7 separate regions of the Mus musculus genome follow, and all the other regions are linked to region 7. The links are chromatin contacts, called in public HiChIP or PLAC-seq and promoter capture Hi-C maps. All regions are on one chromosome and are shown on one strand. Each heading gives the region's core, a stretch centred on a gene start, on an enhancer-like site or on the middle of the called end of the contact. The rest is flanking DNA. Distances are from core to core; before and after follow the strand shown.

What was found. Promoter capture Hi-C pulls out the DNA fragments that hold promoters and counts their contacts. HiChIP or PLAC-seq counts read pairs in DNA pulled down with a chosen protein or histone mark.
Region 1: a contact with region 7 is called in an H3K27ac HiChIP or PLAC-seq map of microglia, with 12 times the contacts expected there. The contact joins the promoter of C87436 here to the promoter of Nfu1 in region 7. A contact is called at or near these places in 7 of 39 promoter capture datasets (the 3T3-L1 cell line, hematopoietic stem and progenitor cells, hippocampal neurons and 3 more), 1 of 484 Hi-C or Micro-C datasets (Sertoli cells), 10 of 115 datasets of contacts at active chromatin or transcription factors (astrocytes, embryonic forebrain, embryonic stem cells and 6 more) and 2 of 9 other capture datasets (adipose tissue and liver).
Region 2: a promoter capture Hi-C map of neutrophils shows a contact between it and region 7, with 4 times the contacts expected there. The contact joins the promoter of Snrpg here to the promoter of Nfu1 in region 7. A contact is called at or near these places in 3 of 39 promoter capture datasets (liver, neutrophils and pre-B cells) and 2 of 115 datasets of contacts at active chromatin or transcription factors (memory CD8 T cells and pro-B cells).
Region 3: a promoter capture Hi-C map of liver shows a contact between it and region 7, with 3 times the contacts expected there. The contact joins the promoter of Hmces here to the promoter of Nfu1 in region 7. A contact is called at or near these places in 2 of 39 promoter capture datasets (hippocampal neurons and liver).
Region 4: a promoter capture Hi-C map of liver shows a contact between it and region 7, with 2.2 times the contacts expected there. The contact joins the promoter of Prokr1 here to the promoter of Nfu1 in region 7. A contact is called at or near these places in 1 of 39 promoter capture datasets (liver) and 2 of 115 datasets of contacts at active chromatin or transcription factors (both in embryonic stem cells).
Region 5: a contact with region 7 is called in a promoter capture Hi-C map of liver, with 3 times the contacts expected there. The contact joins the promoter of Tia1 here to the promoter of Nfu1 in region 7. A contact is called at or near these places in 7 of 39 promoter capture datasets (the HPC-7 cell line, embryonic stem cells, liver and 3 more), 3 of 115 datasets of contacts at active chromatin or transcription factors (extraembryonic endoderm stem cells, large pre-B cells and memory CD8 T cells) and 2 of 9 other capture datasets (adipose tissue and liver).
Region 6: a contact with region 7 is called in a promoter capture Hi-C map of pre-B cells, with 6 times the contacts expected there. The contact joins the promoter of Aplf here to the promoter of Nfu1 in region 7. A contact is called at or near these places in 7 of 39 promoter capture datasets (the 3T3-L1 cell line, 3T3-L1-derived adipocytes, hippocampal neurons and 3 more) and 1 of 115 datasets of contacts at active chromatin or transcription factors (large pre-B cells).

What each region holds. Positions count from the first base shown.
Region 1 is chr6:86,437,139-86,440,167 of GRCm38.p6, reverse strand. C87436 (expressed sequence C87436) reads right to left here and starts at 1,494. Exons shown (of 10, transcript NM_001364557.1): 1 at 1,321-1,494.
Region 2 is chr6:86,370,031-86,372,864 of GRCm38.p6, reverse strand. It overlaps Snrpg (small nuclear ribonucleoprotein polypeptide G), which reads right to left and starts at 1,325. Exons shown (of 4, transcript NM_026506.2): 1 at 1,251-1,325. The coding sequence starts at 1,282. Fam136a (family with sequence similarity 136, member A) reads right to left here. Exons shown (of 3, transcript NM_025591.3): 3 at 2,807-2,834.
Region 3 is chr6:87,912,225-87,915,282 of GRCm38.p6, reverse strand. It overlaps Hmces (5-hydroxymethylcytosine (hmC) binding, ES cell specific), which reads right to left and starts at 1,307. Exons shown (of 7, transcript NM_173737.2): 1 at 1,272-1,307; 2 at 588-792. The coding sequence starts at 770. It overlaps Copg1 (coatomer protein complex, subunit gamma 1), which reads right to left. Exons shown (of 24, transcript NM_017477.2): 24 at 1,688-3,058. The coding sequence ends at 2,981.
Region 4 is chr6:87,589,222-87,592,010 of GRCm38.p6, reverse strand. It overlaps Prokr1 (prokineticin receptor 1), which reads left to right and starts at 1,268. Exons shown (of 3, transcript NM_021381.4): 1 at 1,268-1,410.
Region 5 is chr6:86,402,934-86,405,717 of GRCm38.p6, reverse strand. It overlaps Tia1 (cytotoxic granule-associated RNA binding protein 1), which reads right to left and starts at 1,499. Exons shown (of 13, transcript NM_011585.4): 1 at 1,196-1,499. The coding sequence starts at 1,221. n-TGccc4 (a tRNA gene) reads right to left here and starts at 1,825; the gene lies at 1,755-1,825.
Region 6 is chr6:87,670,548-87,673,502 of GRCm38.p6, reverse strand. It overlaps Aplf (aprataxin and PNKP like factor), which reads left to right and starts at 1,342. Exons shown (of 10, transcript NM_001372332.1): 1 at 1,342-1,643. The coding sequence starts at 1,548. It also overlaps E230015B07Rik.
Region 7 is chr6:87,008,499-87,011,476 of GRCm38.p6, reverse strand. It overlaps Nfu1 (NFU1 iron-sulfur cluster scaffold), which reads right to left and starts at 1,641. Exons shown (of 8, transcript NM_020045.3): 1 at 1,518-1,641. The coding sequence starts at 1,576.

The DNA of each region.
Region 1 (3,029 bases), core at 245-2,744, 570 kb after region 7:
TGTGCATATGAGTACAGGCAGCCATAGCCAACAGGCTGCACTGCATATGTCTGGAACTGTAGTTACAGGTGCTTGTGAGCTACTAGACATGGGTGCCGGGGACTCAACTCAGATCCTCTGCAAGAGCAGTATGTATTCTTAACTACTGGGTGGTCTTTCCAGCTCCCACCTCTTTTTTGAAGATAGGGTCTTACTATGTACACCTGGCTGTACTCAATATGTGGACCAGGCTGGCATCCAAATCACAGATATCCCTCTATGAGATTTTGTACCTGCAGAATAGGAAAAGGACTTCCATTAAAGAACTAAGTACAGTGTGCTGAGTAAGATGCGACTGTAAAGCCATTAAAAACAGTTGAGATCTGTATACCAGTAACAAAGCTTAGTGCTTTGTGTATGCTATGCTTGGTTTTGAAAGGAAAGGAAAGGGGAAAATGGGGCTGCAGAGATGGCTAGTGGTTAAAAGTGTGTATTGCTCTTTTAGAGGGCCCAAGTTTGGTTCCAAGCAGTAACATCAGGGCTCATCTGCCTAAAACTCTTAATTCTGGGAAGTCCAACTCCTTTGACACACTGGATATACACACATGCATACACAAAAATCTTTTTTTAGAAAAGACTTTAAGGACACAGCATAGTTGTCTATTTCCTCAGCAGTAATTTGAGACCCGAGAAATGGAGGTTTAATCTCATTTTTTTTACTATTCGAATTTGAAAACATGTATCACTACGAATTATTACAGAGTTTTTTTCTTATTTTCCTTTTTTGGGGTGTGGTGGGGCGGGAGGTAGGGGGCAGGATTTCTTTGTATCGCTCTGGCTGTCCTGGGATGGACCGGGGAAGCCTCGAACTCAGAGACTCGCCAGTCTCTGCCTGTAGAGTTCTGGTATTAAAGGAGCTCGTCACCATACCCAGTTTGTTCTTTTCTTTTTGAGACAAGGTCTGTTATGTAGCCTAGCTGTCCTGGAATTTGAGATCTTCTTGCCTTCGCCTCCCGAGTGCTGGGATGACAGGCTGCGCCACCACGCCCGGCTTGCAGACTCTGTCTTAAAAAAGGATACACAAGGAACGCGACTTGTGAAGGAGCTCCGCTGGAAACCTGAAGGGTCTCCCGATGATTGTCTCTTCTCAGCAAGAGGGTGAGCAGCGCCTGGCGCTGGCTGAGGGAACCCGAGGCGCGGTAGGCTGCCCCCTGTCCCATGCGGCCGCTGAGCTGGTCGGTGTGGGGACGCTGTTTTGGGCACGTGAACACCGCCCCAAGTAAGAAAGAAGTATTCGAGTGCATGCATTCACACAAGGGATCCTGTGGAGGCGCTATTTACCCATTTTAGGAATAAAACTGTCTGGTTGGATCGAGACGTCACAGCTCGCAGACCTTTACTGATTGTAGAATCAGCCCGGTCACTGTCAAATAACAGAGTCCGGGCCACAATTCCTCGGTGTTGTTTAGGGGAGCGCGCCTAAGCTCAGCTTCCGGGAACGGCCGGCTGGAAAACGCACTTCCCATGCGACCCGCTTCCCGGCATCCTGCGCAAAACGCCCACTTCCGGCGGCGTCAAACTGAGGGCCCAGCAAAAATGTCAGCAGTCCGACACGCAGTTCCCCGAACACTTTTTCCGCCTCTGTTCCCACCCTAAGCCGTGCTCCGCCGGTGCTTGGCCTCTCCCACTTTGCCCCCTTACCTGCCTCGCAACTCTAGGAATCTCGTTGGTGACGACCCTCGCCGCGTCTCTTCTCCTTTTACAAACGGACTTTTACAAACACGTCCAAACTGTTTGCTTGTAACGACGGTCGTTATTGGTCAGATCAGCCCACGTGCGCCAAGGGCCCGCTCACCTCCGCTGAAGTGGCACCATGGGATTTGTAGTATTTCAGGGGAGTGCTCTCTTTTGGAAAACTACAGAGAAGGCTCAGGGTGCTGACACTTTGTGGCTTTACCTAAACGTACAGAACACACCAGCAAGGGCTTCCCGGTGGTCCCTAGTACATCGAACCTGAACAATTCTGTGCTGAAAACAGTTTTACTGGAATCGGAAGCAGAGCTCGCCTGAGCTTGTATGGTTTTCTCTCGCTTCGCTCTTACACATTATTGAACGACTCCCCCCTTGGAAAGAGCCGAAATAGACTTTATGTATATTTGTTCTTCAGAATCGTAAATCCCCGGCACCAATATTGTGTTTCCTGGAACTCTTTCTGTAGATCAGGCTGGTCTCGAACATAGATCCGCGGGCCTCTTCCCTCCAATGTGTTGGGATTAAAGACATGTGCCACCACCGCACTTCAGAAACACTCGGAAAGCTATGGTGCCTTAGGTGAGGCCGGTGTGTTCCCATAGCTTGGACACCTACTGGTGGTGCGCTGTAGGCACAATTGCTTTGCTCTAGCCAAATTTTACTTTTCTCCGTTACAGTGGCCCTTTTCTGGGATCAGATTTTTCTAATATTGTTTCAGAAACTGAAGGAACTAAAAAAAGAGATGTTTCCTCTCGCCACAATTTTTATTTGCTGTTAAGTTCAAAAGCATTCATATTTATACCTGGATCACATGGCTAGTTAGTTCCTAGCAACTGCCTCAAGTGGTGACCAGAGAGCATCAACCCTCATTTCTTTGCCTGGCATTGGGAAGTGTTTCTCCTTTGTTCTATAGTTCAATGTCAAGCCCTCCAATAGAGAGACATGCAGACAACATCTTTCTGGATGCTGTTTCTCTCCTTTCTCATTAAGTGTGCAGTGGTTCATGAAAGACCTTGTGATCCTCACCTCCCTGTCTTCAGAACCAGCCAACTTGGGTGTCCTCACACCAAGCTCTCCCAGGCTGCAATTTTCAACTGACATTTAAAAAAAAACAAAAAACAAAACAAAACAAAAAAAGCAGATAAAAACAAACAAAACAAAACAAAAAGCCGGGCCGTGGTGGCACACGCCTTTAATCACAGCACTTGGGAGGCAGAGGCAGGCGGATTTCTGAGTTCAAGGCCAGCCTGGTCTACAAAGTGAGTTCCAGGACAGCCAGGACTATACAGAGAAACCCT
Region 2 (2,834 bases), core at 76-2,575, 640 kb after region 7:
GTTGTGTTCTGCCTATAGGCCTGCAAGCCAGAATAGGGTACCAGATCCTATTACAGATGGTTGTGAGTCACCATGTGGTTGCTGGGAATTGAACTCAGGACCTCTAGGAAGAGAAGTCAGTGCTCTCAACCTCTGAGCCAACTCTCTAGGCCCGGTTTAACAGATTCAGATTCAAACAAAACTGCAGGGGTTTCACACAGAGGGCTTTGATTAAAATGTGCACTCAAATACAAAAATCAGCAAATGTTGTTATCTTTCCCCTGCATTGGGGTCTTGACAGAACTTTACAGTAGCAAACAGGCTATACACAAGACAGATTATTTTCTGGCTACACCAGAAAAGACCCAGTATTAATCTTGTATTGAGCAACCCAATGACTATGTGCATATGCGACAGGTTCAGGCCAGTCAGAAGTGTCTGAGACCAAAGGGTCTGTCTGATTTTACTGGGTACAGAATAAAATTCTTCAGAAATTAGCTCTTTACAAGTAGAAAATGGATGTCCTTCCATGGATTTATTGCCAGAGCAAGATATTACACAACGTTTAAATGTAACTTGAATACAAGGACAGTGTATCAGAAACCTAGTTCTTGGGGCTGCAGATGGCCCAGCGCTTATTGCTTGTCCAGAGGACACGAGTCCAGCTATTATTAACCACGCCAGAGGGCTCACAACCTCCTACAAGTTCTGTTTCTGCAGATCCAATGCCCGCTTTGGCCTCCGCAGGAGCTGCACCCACGTGCACAAACATATAACTAAACATGTCTCTGAGCACCAAAAAGGGGAAAAAAAAACCCCAAAACTAAACCTAGCTCTCTTGATGAACGCAAATGAACGCGCACATTTATTGAAACACAAAACGCTACCTCACCTTAAACTTTTTGAGACACAGTGTCTTTTTTTTTTTTAAGCCTAGGCTGGTCTGGAACTCGCGGTAATTCTCCTGCCTAAGCTTCCTGAATATTGGCCCCATAGATCACAGCCAATCACGTCCGACTCCAATCGATCATTTTAAGCCCACGAGTCTCCGGTTCCTCACAACCATGCACCTCGACCGCTGCCCTGGTCCCCAACCAGGTTGCCTTTGGCTGCCCGCCTAGGAGAGCCCCAGCTTTGGGAAGACAGAGGCACCGGCACTGCAGTAACCATGCCGACCGGACCTTAGCGCCACTTCCGGCTCCCGCGACCGTCGGGACCAGCGGCGGCAGCCCGAGCGAGACAGAAGTCTCGATAGGGCCGACTCTACTCACTTCTTCAGCTCGGGAGGGTGGGCTTTGCTCATGGCGACTCCTCTGCGGGCTCGGCACAACGGCGAAGGAGTGAGCAGGCTCAGAAACGCGCGCAAGGCAGGCTTGGCGCTGGTGTCTGACGTCACCGCCGCGCGAGCCAATCGCCTTCGGAGAACATTACCTTTCATCTCGCGATATTGATGGGGATGTCTGAACCTGCGGACCAGAGCCACGCTTCCGGTTGCGTCGCCAGTGACAGGCCACGACGGAGAGGCTGTGTTCGGCTAAGCTTCCTTTGTGTAAAATTGAAGTGGCAGGTCACTTTAAAAACAGACCCCTTCATTTATATTTTATGTATGAGTGCTCTACATGTACACCTGCGCGCCAGGGGAGGACCTCAGATCCTACTATAGATGCTTGTGAGCCACCATGTGGGTGCTGGAATTGAACTCCAGAGCTCTGGGAGAACAGCCAGTGGTTTTAACTGCTGAAGCGTCTCTCCAGCCTGTGTGTCACTTCTTTTCTTTCCTTTTCCCACTTACTACACTTTTTTTCTCTTTACATTTTTGTCATTTCCCCTGCCCCTTCCTCATTGTTTTTGACGTAATTCATGCTGGCTTCGAGTTCACTGTGTAGTCAACGCTGGCTTTGAACTGTTGCTTCCCGTGCTAGAATCAACGGCATCTGCACCACGCTGCCCTTAATTTCCTAAGCACATCCAGGCGAAGCCGAGGGCTCCTGAAGCACAGAATAGCTTGTCCGCATCAGTAGCAGGAAGGTGGCTAGGCGGATTCTCTTGAGGACGTGAATCCAGTGTCTGGGGTATTTCTGATTCATCAATTCTGCAATTCTAACGCTGCCTTCAGAACCCACTTAGCACACTACAGTCCATACATAAAAGCTGAGGAGTACCACACAAGTCCTGAGGTATTGAGCTTGCCCCTGCCTCCTGAGGGCTGGGAATAAAGGTGTGCACTCTCCCAGGGTGGTGGCACTGCCCTCAGTGCACTGGGCTCTCTCATGGTAGTCATTAATGACCCACAGACATGTCCAGAGACCTGTTAGATGGAAGCAGCTCTTCAATTGAGGTTCTCCTCATGATTAGTTTGTCATCAACAAAAAAATAGCACAAGAATGCTTAGCTATACACTCTCCCCACCACTTGCTGTGCTAGTTGAAACTAGAAAACGAACATGAATAATGATAGTCTTTAGCAAAGACTGACCTCAAAGCAGGAGGGAAATCCTCAGCTTGCCTTACAGTACTGAAATTACAGTATGCACCTTTTACAATTTAGTTATAATATGTAAGTACACTGTAGCTGTCTTCAGACACTCCAGAAGAGGGCGCCAGATCTCATTAGGATGGTTGTGAGCCACCATGTGGTTGCTGGGATTTGAACTCAGGACCTTCGGAAGAGTTTTCTTAACTGCTGAGCCATCTTTTCAGCCCCCCCCCCCATGTACCTTTAATCCTAAGTTATCTTTTCAACATTAACAGCTTTCAAGTTATGATGCTCTCTGCCTTCCTCTTGGTGTTTCCCATTTACTGATATATCACTACCCATAAGAAAAAGGTGGAGACAATGAAACTTTATTTAAAAAC
Region 3 (3,058 bases), core at 58-2,557, 900 kb before region 7:
CTATGCAGCCTTGACTAGCCTCCAACTCAGAGATCTGCCTTCCTCCGGCCTCCTAAGTGCTGGGATGAAAGGTGTGTGACACCACACTTGGGTTTTTGCTTTTTTGTTTTTAATATAAGGACAGATGACGCTGATAAATCAGTAATACTTGAAAAATGCGATCTTAAAAAAAAAAAGAGAGAGAGAGAGAGAGAGAGTCAAGCGTGTCAGAGTGTACACACCTGTAATACAGGATTCTGGAGACAGGCAGATTTGCTGAAAATCTGAGGTCAGCTGGGCCTCTATAGGGAGTTCCAGGACCGCCAGGGCTACATTCATAGTTAAGACTCTGTCTCAAAAGAATTCTTAAATGTATTCAGATATGAGGTTCACATAATTTGGGCATACATTCAAACAGTTTAACTGACCCTGAAGAATGCTGACTTATTTCTTGCAGAGACCCAGAGGGATTAGGGCCTTAATGTATCTGTAAAGGCTGCTTTTCGGGTCATTCCGGAGGCTGGGCAGATGGCGGCACATGGGTCACGAGTCAGATGGCCACGGCGATGCTGGCCCAGAAGCTCCGATGGTGCTGACACACTCCTTACCTTCTCAAAGTGCAGTCTGGAGAGCAGCACGGGGCTGCTGGACTGCGGGCTCTTGTTGTAGGAGGGGCAGTACTTGTCGGGGTCCCTCCACTGCGGGAGCCGCCGCCGGCCCTGCCGATCCTGATAGGCGCAGGCCCTGGTGAGAACCTCTCTGGGCAAGTGACAGGACGTTCGCCCGCACATACTTCAGCGCTGCCGCTCAGACCTAGAGAAAGTCACAAAACCCTAAGGTTCTCCTCCCTAGGTCACGCCAATCTCCCCGCGAAGCCACATCTTCCGCGGAGGCTCCGTTAGGTCAGCCAGTCCCGGCCACTGCGGGGCCCACAGTCCCCAAGCAGGCCCTCGGGTGGCGGGCGAGAAAGAAAGCCGCTCCTCCCAGGTTGTTTCCCACGGACGCAGCAGGGAAAGGTGAGAGCGCTCGGCTTTGACGCCAGCGACACTCGCGGGCCGCGGCCACCGCACTACCGCCCCGCGGGGACACGCTCAGGTCCCGGGCGGGGCCTTGTCGGCGCCAAGGCTCCAGCTCGGAACGTGGGCGGTCCTCGCCTGCCCGCCCGCCGGCGTCCCCTCCGCCGGGTCCTCTCTTCCGCCCGCTAGCTTCTCCTCAGCGCGGCCCTCCTCCCGCCCGCCCGTCCGTCCTCATCCCCTCAACGAGGCCCTCCCCACGCGCCCGCGTCCTCTCACCGCCCGAGGGTCTAGTCCACCCTTCCTCGCAGCTAGCGTCCGCCTAAGAGACGCCCGTCCCGCTCCTCGGTAACCCCGCCCCGCCCCCGACGTGACGTCGCGCCGTCGGGGTTCCCTCCCCACAGGTGGGGGTGTGGCTAGGTGAAGCAAGACAAAATGCACTGACCTGAGACAGGCACCCCAGGAGGCCTCAGGGTCCCCCTTCCCAGGCCGGAATCTGAAGCCAGAAAACCTGTGCTGCCCACCCTCAATGTGTAAGGCCATCCGAATTGAGACTCTCTAGCTATTCCCACAAACCCCTAAGGGTCAGGAAGCCCCACCTGGTTTCCTTTTTAACATTTGTGTGTGGGGTGTGTGCAAGCCTTTAAATAAAACTAGAGTAAGCTGTAATCTTCACAAAAGGAGGCTGACACCAATTTCTTTAATGAAGTTTATTTGAATGGAATGGCTTCCAGGCTATGACCAGGCCTGGGAGTAGAAGGGGAGGGTATTAGGCAGGAAGAATACAGTCAGGAAGGGCTAAGCAGGATGTGGCCTTGAAGGTCAGGCTTTCCTTTAAAGCCTGGAGAGGCCTTCATAAAGGGATGGAATGAGGCAGAGAGGCCAGGCAAGAGCAACTGCTCAGTCCCCAGGAGAGGGATGGAAGGTGGGGGACAGAGGGATGTCTTTAGGGAGCAGCCTTCAGGTCACCTACTTGAGAAAACCCCCCAAATGAGAAATCTCTTTATAACCTGTTAGGAAGTTTCACACCACGTTACTTAGTTCACCACTGCATGCCTGACCAAGTACATGGTGGAGCCAGGACCAGTCATGAAATAGGCCATAGCTAAAACAGCTTAACGATGCTCAAGTGTAGCCTGATGTCTTCATGTTATGGGATTCGGCTTAAAGGTGCAGGCCTCTGTTCTAATGTGTACATGTGCATGTGCATACAGTATACAGGTGTGCATGAGGTTAGGCGGCAACTATTGCAAAATGGTCCTCTCCTTCTACCAAGTGGGTAGTCCGTCCTGATAGGTACCTTTACCTGCTGAGCCATCTGAGTAGCCTCACAGGAGGTCCAGTTCTTCAAGTGTTTCCAACAGTTTAAACCACCTGATTTGAGTTTAAAGCCCAAGCCCTGAAGCATCCCCTAGGATTTCTTACTCCAGCCCAAAAGGAATGCAGATACTGTTTTTCCCACTCATAGACCCAGAGCAGATCATGACACCCTCTAAGGACCTTTGGACACCCATCCATCTACAGATGCCTGTAGATGAGTGGCTTACCAGACCTGCTAGCTGTTGTCATTCGGCTAGCCTTTAACCCCACCCTAAGCTTGGCACTGACAGTCCCGAGGGGCTATGCACACGCTCCATTTGGTGAAGGGAGGCCTCAGGGAGAAGTGGAGGCCCTGAGCACGAGCCTGCAGAAGCAGCAGTTATTCAAGAAATACATGCTGACTTATCATAGGGATGAGACGGTTTCTTTGAGTATAAATATTAAGAGAAAGTCTGAACATTTTATTCATTTGTCTCTCCTTGCAGGCATGGTGACAAAATCTACCCTAGCATTCCTGAATGATAGGATGGAATTAAAAAAAAAAATCTGTATTGACTCTTGATTGTTTCTTAACACAGTGGTCTGGGGAAGGGTTTCCACCGGCTTCACAGGGAAGAAGTGGCTTCGACGTAGTGTTGGACAAGATAGGAGTGGGGCTTAGGCCACCTCTAGCCCACGGATGCCAAGATGATATCTACTGGCAGCTCCTCTGAGCTTCTGGCTGTCACCTGCATCGTCACTGTGTC
Region 4 (2,789 bases), core at 19-2,518, 580 kb before region 7:
CTTTCGTCTTAGCTCCAAACTTTGTCGATGTAACTCCTTTCATGGGTATTTTGTTCCCTAATCTAAGGAGGAATGACGTATCCACTCATTGGTCTTCCCTCTTCTTGATTTTCTTGTGTTTTGATTGCATCCTTTCTTAACCTCACCCTTACTTTGACAAGCCGGTTTTGTCCAGTGTTGGTTACAGCAATGAGGAAAATAATTAATACACGTGGCTTCAGGGCTGCCCACACTGTAACAGAATTTGCAAACATCTCTTTGAGGCCCTGTATTTATTTGATTTTTTTGAGACCCTGTATTTATTTGATTTTTTTGAGACCCTGTATTTATTTGATTTTAAGGAATTACCTGGAGTGGAGATGCTGGGTGGTAGGGAAAGCCTTTTTTTTTTTTTTTTTTTTTTCTTTTGAGGAAGCATTGTACTATTTCCCACAGCTGCCACGCCATTTTACACCTCTGCCACTGCACACGAGAGTTATACCTGTTACAGTTCACACACATTGAAGGCTTAGTAAACTGCGAAGATATGCACACACTCCTTTGTTTTCTTTGTATCAGTTGATTGACATTGTGTTGCTTCTGCCCTTTGATGACAGTGACTAGAGCTGCTGTGGGGATCGGTGTACACATACCTAAATTCCTGCTTTCAATTTTTTTTCCAGTCGTGTATTTTAGATGGGATTGCTGGCTGCATGGTGATTCCTATTTAACACTTGGAAACCTGGTCATGCTGCTGAGCAGACATGGCATAGAGGCTTCCTTCCTGAATCCATTCTCCAGAAATCCCTAAGAGCTTACCACAGAGGCCAGGCAGCAGACAATGCTCTCAGCTGAGGGCTGCAGAGATAAGCCCAGGGGTGAGGTCTGAGCGCTCCCAGCCAGGGAGAACAGCAGGGGAAGGGATTCTCTGTCCTTTGAAGGCGCCAAGCTCCCGTGACCAGTCCGCCCACTCGGGCGGCAATGGGCCAGTGAACTCGAGGTGCCAGGGGCTCAAGAAAGGCAGAGCCTGGTCACACCATGCAGGGTCGCCTTAGAGTTGGTGCTCAGGCGACACACGGAGCCACACATTCTGCATCCTGACACTTCAGCATCCTCAGTTCCACTCGACTTAGGGACCTGTCCCCAGAGTGAGGGATAGAGAGTGAAAGATGGGAACAGAAGGGAGAGGAAAGTGGAGAGACAGCAGGAGGGAGATCACTGAATATGGGCGGGAACATCGGGGCGGGGCGGAGACAGCGTGCTGTGGGCGGGGCTGGCTGGCCTTAGCCTCTGCTCAGTGTGTCCGTCCGCCGAAGTAGTAGGAGGCCAGCTGCCACTCGAGCACGGAAAGACCCTCAGAAGACAGAGGTGCTCCTAGCCCTTGCTGCAGAGCTCCGGAGGAGCGTCTGAGATCCTCGCTCTGGTTCGCAGGTACCGACAGCCCCGGAGACGCTCTGAGAACCACGTGTAGAGGGTGGACGGAGCCTAGACTGCCCGCTCACAGCCTTAGGTGAATGAAGAGGGTCCTTGGGGACTGCAGCCCCAGCAGCAGAGGACATAAGGTAGTGGGCTGCTCCCCAGGGCGAGAACAATTCCAGGAAAGACCAGGGGACAAGTCCTCCAACCGTCTCTCTCTCCTAGGCGATTCTGGACCGTTTCTTTAAATCCTAACTTTGAGCCGAGCTGGCAGCATGCTTGTAGAGGTACCCCTCAGAAGGGATGAGCCTGGGCTCCGGGCAGCGTCTGCTGGCCTCTCAGCTCTGCCTTCTGCCTCTTATCTAATGGGAGCAGAGCTGGGGGGGGGGGGGGGGGCTGAGCTGACCAGGAGAGAAGGGCAAAGCCTACGAAAGAACTGTGAGAGGGCTCAGGTGGGACGAACCTCCTGGGGTGCGGAGGGACTTCAGCCCTGCCCCCTTATCACTGGGCAGCAGGCTTTTGGGGCAAATCTTGGGGACAACTTACTTCCTCCCTTTCCCAGGATCTCAGATTGAGCAATTTTATTTCCTTCTGACATTTAGGGTGTACTCCAGACCCCGATCTTCTCCCATATCCAGTTCCCTGGCCTGATGCCTTGGGAGAGGTGTAAGGAAAAGTCAGGAGGGAGATTCACTACTGACAGACCCTCTCTCCCCATCCCTGCCCTGCGGGATGCTGGTCTTTAGTCCAGGATTCCCTCCCTTCCTTGCAGCTGGCCTGGAGGCCTGAGCACTGACTTGGGTGGTTCTGGGGCATAGCACTCACTGCCTCTCCAACAGCTCTGATCTTTACAGACAGTATCGATCTGCCTGGAGGATGTTAAAACCCTGCGTGTTTAAACTGAAAACCGTGCGTGTTTAAGCTGTTAACCTGAGGACACACCTCTCACCAAGGGGTTTTGCTCTCAGGTTTCCCTTCTAGCCCTCTGGGTTAAGTGACAGCTTGTGACTGTGACCTTCGACTAGGACGAGCCTTGGCACATAGTGTGCCAAGCTTGTAGAGCCACAGCAGGTTTTTGACAGGGACACAGGAAGCTTGCAGAAGCCTTCCAGTAGGAGGGCTCTGTAAACGGAGGCTCCAGGTTCGGTTCTCTGTGTTCAGGGCTCTGTGAATTTGCAGTTGTGCTATGCTGAGCCCCAAGACGAGTCCTTTCTTTCCAGCTGTGGGAAGCAGCTATTGCTACCTCAGAATGGGGCTGTCCACAAGGACAAAGTTCAGGTGTTCACACAGGGATTGGGGTTTAGGACAGGCCTCCTCTGCGTTCCACCGTCTCACCCTCGCAGCTTGAGGAAGAGCATAGCTTTTTGGTTTTCATTGGAGTGGAAATAAATGGA
Region 5 (2,784 bases), core at 250-2,749, 610 kb after region 7:
TAGTGAGTCTGGGACAGCCAGAGATACACCCTGTCTCAATAAAACAAAACAAACAAAAGAAAAAAGAAATTGAAAATGGGCGAGGGGAAAAAGAATAACGTATCTGTACTTCAGAACAATTTTAATAACTAGAAAATGTCAAAAAGAACCCTAAATGTACATAGCTCTAAAAGTACCAGGATTCTAGAAATAAAAAGCTATGGCAGGAACTAGGTGCAGAGTTAAGGCCCGTAACATGATACATGTTCATCCTACTTCATTTATATGAACTATATGCACGATACATCAAGTTGCAATCTTCAAATATACCGGGAGAAAAAAACAACAACCAAAACCCACAATTTCTTGAGCTTTTCTTTTTTGCCCTGTGAAACCCAACAAAGGCACAACCGCCTCAACCCGTGCGTTGAAAAACAAAGAATGCAAGGGGAAGTTACATGACAAAGACAATATCCTAGACTCGAGTTACAAAATATTCACTAAAGATGCTTACACCTGACTGACCACAGTTACTCCATTAATAAAAATGTCAACCACTAGTCGCAAATGGTGGTAAATATGTTTTAATGAAACCCACTTTCCCTCGGTAGATGCATCCCTCCGAGTGAGATTTCCATTTTTTAAGAACGGTTTCAACATCCTTGGGTGTCCAGTTAGGTTTTTTGGTCGAGGGTCAGGGGAGTACTACAGAGGGAAAGCCGAAGACCTTCGAGAAAGATGTCTGGCTTTTTTTTTTTTTTTCTTTCCAGTTCTCAACTGCAAGTATAAAGTTTTTAACCTCAGCCTTCAAGAATTAAAAATGAAAAAAATCCTACCAAAAGAAAAGAGAAAGGACGTTCCAGATGGAAATCTGGAAAAGATTCATCGAAAAGAGGGGGCGGGGAAAAAAAGGACGCAAGCATGGGACTCCAGGAGGACGTGCCGAGTCCTGAGGAGAGCTTTGAATGAAAAGTCCTTCCTCCAGGTCTGGGGGCCGCGGGTGCAGCCAGCCGAGGGGTGACAGGGGCCGAGCCCCTCTCCCGCCATCGTCCTCTCGGCCCGGCTCGGCTCTAAGCATCCTGGCGTGCGCACGGGAGGGAGGAACCACCACAGCGCGGCGTCCACGGAGAACAATAGGCTGCAGAGAGGCGCAGGGCCGCGGCCTCCCTACGGGGCGACCACCATCCCGCCTCCCTCAACGCTGCTCCAGACTCACAGAGTCTTGGGCATCTCGTCCTCCATGGCTGCTGCGGTCGCGGCGGCACCTCAGGGTCCAGCTCCCTGCCCTTCGCTACCTCCCAAATCCTTGAGGCGGGCTATGGCTGCGGAAGAGCCGGCCTCCTCGCTTGACCGGAGGCTACTTCGCTTTCTTCTTTGGCAGCGATTACACAAAAAAAGGCCCGGCCTACCGCGAACAATGAAACCCCGATCCAAGATGGCGGCGAGCCGGACGCCTAGGAGCCGGCAGCCGAGTGACCCGTGCCGCGCATGCGCACAGCCAGCTAGCATGCTCACCCTCCTGGCAGCCGGGTTTAGGCTTCAAGGACGGGGTTCACTTGGTGCGCAGCCGCGCTGCCACCAGGCAAGGGATGGCTCAGAGTGCGCAGACGCAATGCCAGTAGTTTAGGATTTCTGTAGTTTCAGAGCGGAGTGTTTCATTTGTGAATTATATAGTGAAATTAAAAATCCTTGGGGAGGTTAAAGAAATAAAATAGCAGGTGTTTTTCTAGCAGGAAAATTTTCTTTTTGCACACTATTTAAAGAGAGAAAAGACATGCGCCGCCCGGGAATCGAACCCGGGTCGCAAGAATGGGAATCTTGCATGATACCACTACACCAGCGGCGCTGTTGAGGATTTGGGCGTCCGAAAACTCATAGGAGATACGTTAGTATCTCTGCCTATTGGATTCTTGATTTATGTAAATGAAAATTAGAACGAATTGATACTTGCACTTTTTCCGTTGCTTTATGAAACGATTCATTCTTTCTCATACCAATGCTGTTGAGTGGCTGTTTGAGAAAAATCTCGACTTTCATTTTTGCTTATTATTTAGAAGTAAGAGTTGTGGTAAGAAAATAAGGTCTACTTGACAATAAGCAATACTTTGCGAGCAGGAATCATATTTATGTCTGGATTTCTTTTGTATACCCAATGTAATCGAAAAGCTGGTAATAACAGAGTTACTGTTGCAAATTGGTGAGAAGAATCTCAACAGTCAGCCCTTGCTTAGGGTTCAGAGTTATGGCTCTGGAATGTGGTTCCGGTACTTTTTTTTATCCTTTCTTATTACACTATACATATTATGTAAAGCATTTATTAAAGACGTGAAAGTTTTTGTATCCAATGTCGTTCTTTTACATCAGTGGTCCTCAAGATTCCTAATGTTGCGACCTTTTAATACAGTTCCTGGCATTGTAGTGACCCCAACCATAACAGTACTTTTGTTGCTACTTCATAACTGTAATTTTGTTACTGATATGAATTGTAATGTAAATACTTTCAGCGATAGAGGGGTGGTAAAGGGGTCGCGACCCACAGGTTGAGAACCAATTGCGTACTCTGCCATATTTGGGATTCCCTCTCTCTTTCCTTCTTCCTCCCTCCTTTCCTTCCTTCTTTTCTTTCAACTTTTCTGTTTTTCAAGACAGGGGGTCTCTGTGCAGAACTGGCTGTCCTGGAATTAGCTCTGTAGACTAAACTAGCTTCAAACTCAAAAGATCCTCTTGCCTCTGCCTCCCTAATGCTGGGATTAAAAGCATGAGCCACCACCACCCCACATTTGGGAGTTCTACTTCTATAATTAT
Region 6 (2,955 bases), core at 93-2,592, 660 kb before region 7:
AGGGACAAAGAGCTCCAAGGTCCCCAAGTTCATCTTCAGCCTCCTAAAGTAAGGCTAAGGTTTAAGTAGGGGGCCAGCATTTGAATATCTGAGCCATCTCCAGTTGCAAGGTGTGGCCCTGCCCATTACTGCTGAGGTTCTAGTGCTTCAGCAAGGCATTCTGACAAATTGACGGGACTGTGAAATCTCTCCGGGGGAAAGTCTCTCGTCTTGATGGGTCTGCCTTTTGACTTTTTAATCCAGCATGAGATTACTAAGGAAAATTCCAGTCTCTTAAGGCCCACTGTTCTGAGAGCCAAAATGAGGGTCACAGTGACTCTTTAGAATAACTCCATTTCCCCTAGGCTTGTGACAAGGTGGCCTCTTGGGGAAGAGAAGACCTTGTGCCTCCTGGAGGCATTAGGGGATAAGACTCCAACTCCATGACCTTCTGCAGAGTCCTGTAGTACAGGCTTTAATATGGAAGAGAAAGCCCTCCAGACACAGGCCTAGCTGAGGCTGTCCTCAGCCACAAGAAAGGAAAAGATCTTAAGAGAGCAGTGCCAAACTCTGGGCCAGGCTTCCTCCAAAGAGAAAGTTCCCTCTAGCTGGGAGCCCTGAGCTTAGCAACTGGCTTCTCCATAGAAAAGACCACCTTTCCCCTCCATCCCGTCCCTGTAGGTTTGCCCCCCACCCTCGGACCCTAGGTTTGCTTCCCCCAGTCCAGGCCTCCACCAAAGAGAAAGACAGGCCTGCTACAGATCCCAGCCAGAGAATATGCCTCTTTTATAGAGAAGGAAGATTCTCCGGCCCCGTGGGCCAAGTGTCTGAGCCAGGCCTTTGAAAATAGAAGCTCCACTGGCTGCAGATCCATCCCCAAATGAGTATGGGGCGCCTGCACAGGAAAGTTAATGACCCTCTTGAGGCTGAACCCTAAAAATCTAAGTCCAGACATACTTCTTGGAGTAGGGAAGACAGTCCTGCCACGGAGGCCTTATTCTAGCCGAAGCTGTCTCCTTATGGAAGAGAAGGGGAAGAAGCAGATACACACATCATACTCCATTGGGAAAAGAACATCCCCCTGTTGAAGTCACAGGGCCACGGGCCAGCACTGTGGTTCATTTAAAAACTCAGGCCAACCCTCTCCTAAGGCCTTGACGTCAGCACTACTCTAGCCCCACCCCTGCCCAAGCACGAATCAACCTAGGCGCAGAGATGCGCGTATTGCCTTCTGGGATTGGTAGTTTTTCCATGCAGTCTGTACTCCGGAAAGGAGCCGAAGGGAGGTGTCAGGAACTACAAGACCCAGCGTTCCATGAGTCCTGTGAGAGGAAGTGCTGGAAGATTGTGGGTGTGCGTTCCAGTTTTTAAGCTGTAGTTTGGCGGTCTGTTGACAGGTATTCCCTGCACGAATCACAGGCTCTCAAGGAGTGGGGATTCCGGAAAGGGAAGAAGCACACTCACCAGGAAAGGAGCCTCGGGTTTCACACCCCTTCGGGCCATGCCCAGCGTGCCTGAGGGAGGTGGCTACGAGGTATCTCCTGGCGAAGGAACCTTCTCTTACCGCCATGCCTTCGGACTTCTTTCTGCAGCCTCTGGACGGCGGTCCCCGCGTGCCCGTGGGGCCGGGGCAGACTGTGATAGGCCGCGGGCCGCTGCTGGGAGTAAGTGTGGGAGGTAGTGTGGGCGTGGGCAGCCAGAGCTTGCTCAGCCGAGGCTGTCTCTTGTCTCCTGAGCTTGGGAACTCCGCGTCTTGGCTCTGCTTGTCAAGATTTTATAGGTTTGGGGCAGTAGGTTTTCAAACAACGTTAGTCAAGTCCCAGACATTTCTTTTTGGTGCCTGTATGGTTCGAGTATGGACCGAGTTAACATCATTAGCCTATCCAGCTGGCAAACGAGGGCCAAATCCAAGTTGAGCTAAGTTCGGGTTGTAAGATGTAAAATGTAAACAGACCAACTAAACAAAACCGCTGCTAGTATTTAAAGACGTATAGTACTCTAAAGGTTAATGTGTTGCATGTTGACCTACAAAGCTTACAATATTTACGGTACTGTATGAGCCATAACAGGGAAGGTTAATCACCTCCCTTAAGCTAACTTCTTTTATCTCCTTGCCTTCTCTGCTGGGCTGGTGGGCCTTACCAATAATAGCAGTATCCCTTTTGGTAGTATCAGTAGCTGTCTTTAAGTTGTCTGGGTAGTGAACCAGTCATTGTTCTAAAGAGATGACTTTAATTTACTACTTCCAAAACTTTTTGAGTTAGGTGCTTTTTATTAGCCTTGTTCAAATGAGAAAGTTGGAGTATAAACTGGTCATTTAAAGGTGATACATGTACAAATGGCCACTATGCTATATATTCTTTACCCTCTTTGGGAGGAGTAGGAACCAAACCGTTTGCAGTTTGCACTATGAAATTATATTTGGTGGTATTAAACCATTTAGCATTGCCACAAGACCTATCATTTACAAAGGCCACTCTAGAGAACCTGGCGGTCGAGTTGAAATATCACAAGGGAGAGATGGGCTAGCCATTAAGAGCCTGGAATTTATTACAGAGGACTGGCTTCCCAGCACTTATGTCAGGCAATTCACAAATGCTTGTAATTCTGCCTCTCTGGGCAATGTACACACATGCATATCCTAACATACAGGTATACATATATAGTAAAAAATAAAATTTTAAAAATTCACAAAAAATTGTTTTTAAAAATCTCTGCCATTATTTTCCACCTGAGTGGTATTTTCTGTGTTCTTACTGCCCTGTTTCTTGGTTTCTTTTCTCTTTGTTTTTCCCCATTATCATAAGAGTTTTGTGCTCCAACATAGATTGTTGGATTGGTGTTTATGTTTTTATGAGCATGGTAGTTTTGTAGTTTCCGTTTCCGGGTTGTGCTTTAGATTTTGATATGTTTTGCTCTAGCTGTTGATTCTTGGAGGGTGTGTTGATATGTTAGAATTTAGGTTATCTTAAATAT
Region 7 (2,978 bases), core at 392-2,891:
CACTGTGTAGACCAGACTGGCCTTGAACACAGAGATCCACCTGCCTTAAGTGAATACTTAAAATTGTCCTCCAAGACCCTTTGTAGGAGCAAAACAGTCCAAGAGTAAAAACATCATGCCCCGGAGACCAGAACAGAGTAAAAACATCGGAGACCAGAACAGGAGCAAAACCAGCCCCTGAACACAGCTGGGAACTAAGTCACTCCCGGGCACCTTCCCAAAATACAAGACTCAGCTACTGTTCAAATTCCATGTTATAAAAATGCCCATGACAAGCAGGGCGTGGTGGCACACGCCTTTAATCTCAGCACTCGGGAGGCAGAGGCAGGCGGATTACTGAGTTCGAGGCCAGCCTGGTCTACAGAGTGAGTTCCAGGACAGTCAGGGCTACACAGAGAAACCCTGTCTCGAGAATCGAAAAAAAAAAAAATGCCGATGACAGAAATAGCTAATTAAATGTCATACCCAGGAGAAGACCCTTGGCAACCAGAGTCCCCAGTAAGTGTCTTGGATCCTGGGGTTTCCCCCGGCCTGATCTGCTGGATGGTGTACCTGCTTTGGTGCTGTGCCCTCTGGCTGCTTGCTCTCTTATGCTAGGACTATGTGCTGCATCCTTATTAGACGCACTCATTTGAAACAAAAGGCGTGCAGAGCATTGTAGATCACTCTCCCTAAGGAACACCTAGCAATAAGGGCCACACCAGGCCACACAGTGAGCGTTCAGTAAATGGTAGCTGTTATCACTACGTGGTAACTAGTAACTATTCTTTAAGTGAATGGAGTGGATACTCCAGGATTTGGAAACACCCTAATATTCCTTCAACCCTGGGAAAAAGCAGCAAGCGTGGATAAACCAGAAGTATACTCTGGCAGGAAGTTTTGAAGTCTAACCGATCTTGAGTAAAGTAACTGAAGGGGAGTCATCGAAAACAGGTGGGCAGGGGGTAACCCACAAAATCCTTCTGTTAATCTGCTATTTTTATGAGATACATTTAGGAGTTTTAAAACGGGGGTGGTGGGGTGGTGGAGGGTGTCTCATAAATAGTCTAACCTGGCCTTGAACTCCTGGTCTTCCTGCCTTCACCTTTCAAGTATTGGGATGACAGATGATGAGGGATTCTATGCTAGCCTGATGAAATGCATTTGAAACTTCAAGTTGGCATCAGCATTCTGTCAGGCCCCTTTCTATAGTTGTCACACTCGGGTCTGACAGATATCTGAGGGAGTGGCTCTAGAAGAGGAACAGGACGCACTCGCACAAGCCTGGGCGGTGGACTTCCTCGAGTCACTCACTTCTCTCCGAGCCGTGATCTCCCTGGAAAGGGAACGACAGGACACGACACAACCCCGGGACCGCTCTTCCCTTCGGAGCCACATTCCCGTGGGATTTACAAGGGACATCCGTGGAAGGTGGCTGGCCTCGGGCTCTGGAGCCAGGACAAGGGTCCCTCAGACGCCAGCTCCTGCCTGTGAGAAGGCAGCGACAGGGATCTGCTAGCCAGGGAGCCAACACCTACCGCCTGCACAGCCGGACTACACCGACCGCTGCTCCCCATGCCCGCTCGGCCGCCGCCATCACTTCAGTGCCAGTGCGCTTGCGCGGACCCGCCTCCTTCTTGTCTCCAAGTCCTACGCAGACTCAGGCCCTGCAGAGAGGGCGGTCCGGGGACGCCGGTTCCTTACAAGTTGAGGGCGGTGCTGCAGGTGGCCTTTCCGCCCTCCTTTTACTGAAAGTAGATTTTTTTCCCTCACATAATATATCCAGATTACAGTTTCCCTTCCCTCTATTTCCTCCAATTTCCCCACACTTCCCCTCCGAATTCACCCCCTTTCTGTCGCTCATTAGAAAACAAACAGGCTTCTAAGGGAATATATGATATATGATATAACAAAACCTAACACATCAGAATAGGACAAAACAAACAAGGAAAAGAGTTCAAGAAATGCATATAAGTGCAGAGACACACTTGTTCACATATGCAAGAGTCCCGTGAAAATACAAAGCTGGAATGTTGCGGTAAATCTCCAATCCAAATATGCCTCAGCAATGAAAACACAACACAGTTAATATGAATACATATGTGCACCTAGTTTGGACAGATCTACCGCTACACGACCATCTTCCACATCTATGAGACCCCTTAGAGCTTGCAGTTTCTCCAGGCCATGTGCTTCTGCTCCGCTTTTCTTCTTCCTCCTCCTCCTCCGCGTCCTCTCCTTCATCCATTTTCTCCTTCTTCTTTCTCCACCTTCCATTCCACCTTCCCTTTTATCTGCCCAATCATCAGCTCTCCTTTATTTTACAAATTAAGGTGGGAAGCAGGTTTACAGGAAATCACCTGAGCGCTGACTCATTCCTTGTTCAAAACCACACACAGGAAAACGGAATTAACATAAAATATAATTAGCCCCAGGGCTATCGACAACACTGGAAGCCATAATATATATGAAAAGGGACCTACAGGGCAAAGCGGGGAGGGAGGGATGAAGAAAGGGAAAGAGAGAAAAATTGTAAAATATATGTATACATAAAATAAAAAACAAAAACAATGTAATGTAAACAAAAATGTGTAATTAAATAAATATACAAACCCAAAGTCCTAGCTTAACATTATGTGACCAGGGACCTTCAAAGATGCCAGTGAGCTGGTTCTTTGTTGACCATTCTACAGCTGGACACGTGGCCTACACTTAGGAATAGTTTGTCCTCCACGGCGAGATGGCTCCATGGGTAAGCGCACTGACTGCTCTTCCCAAGGTCCTGAGTTCAATTCCCAGCAACCACGTGGTGGCTCACAACCACCTGTAATGAGATCTGAAGCCCTCTTCTGGTGCATCTGAAGTCAGCTACACTGTACTTATGTAGAATAATAAGTAAACGTTTGGGTCGGAGCAAGCAGGGACTGAGTGAGCAGAGTTGACCGGAACGAGTGGGCCGACCGGATGGAGCAGAGATACTAAAAATTCAATTCTCAGCA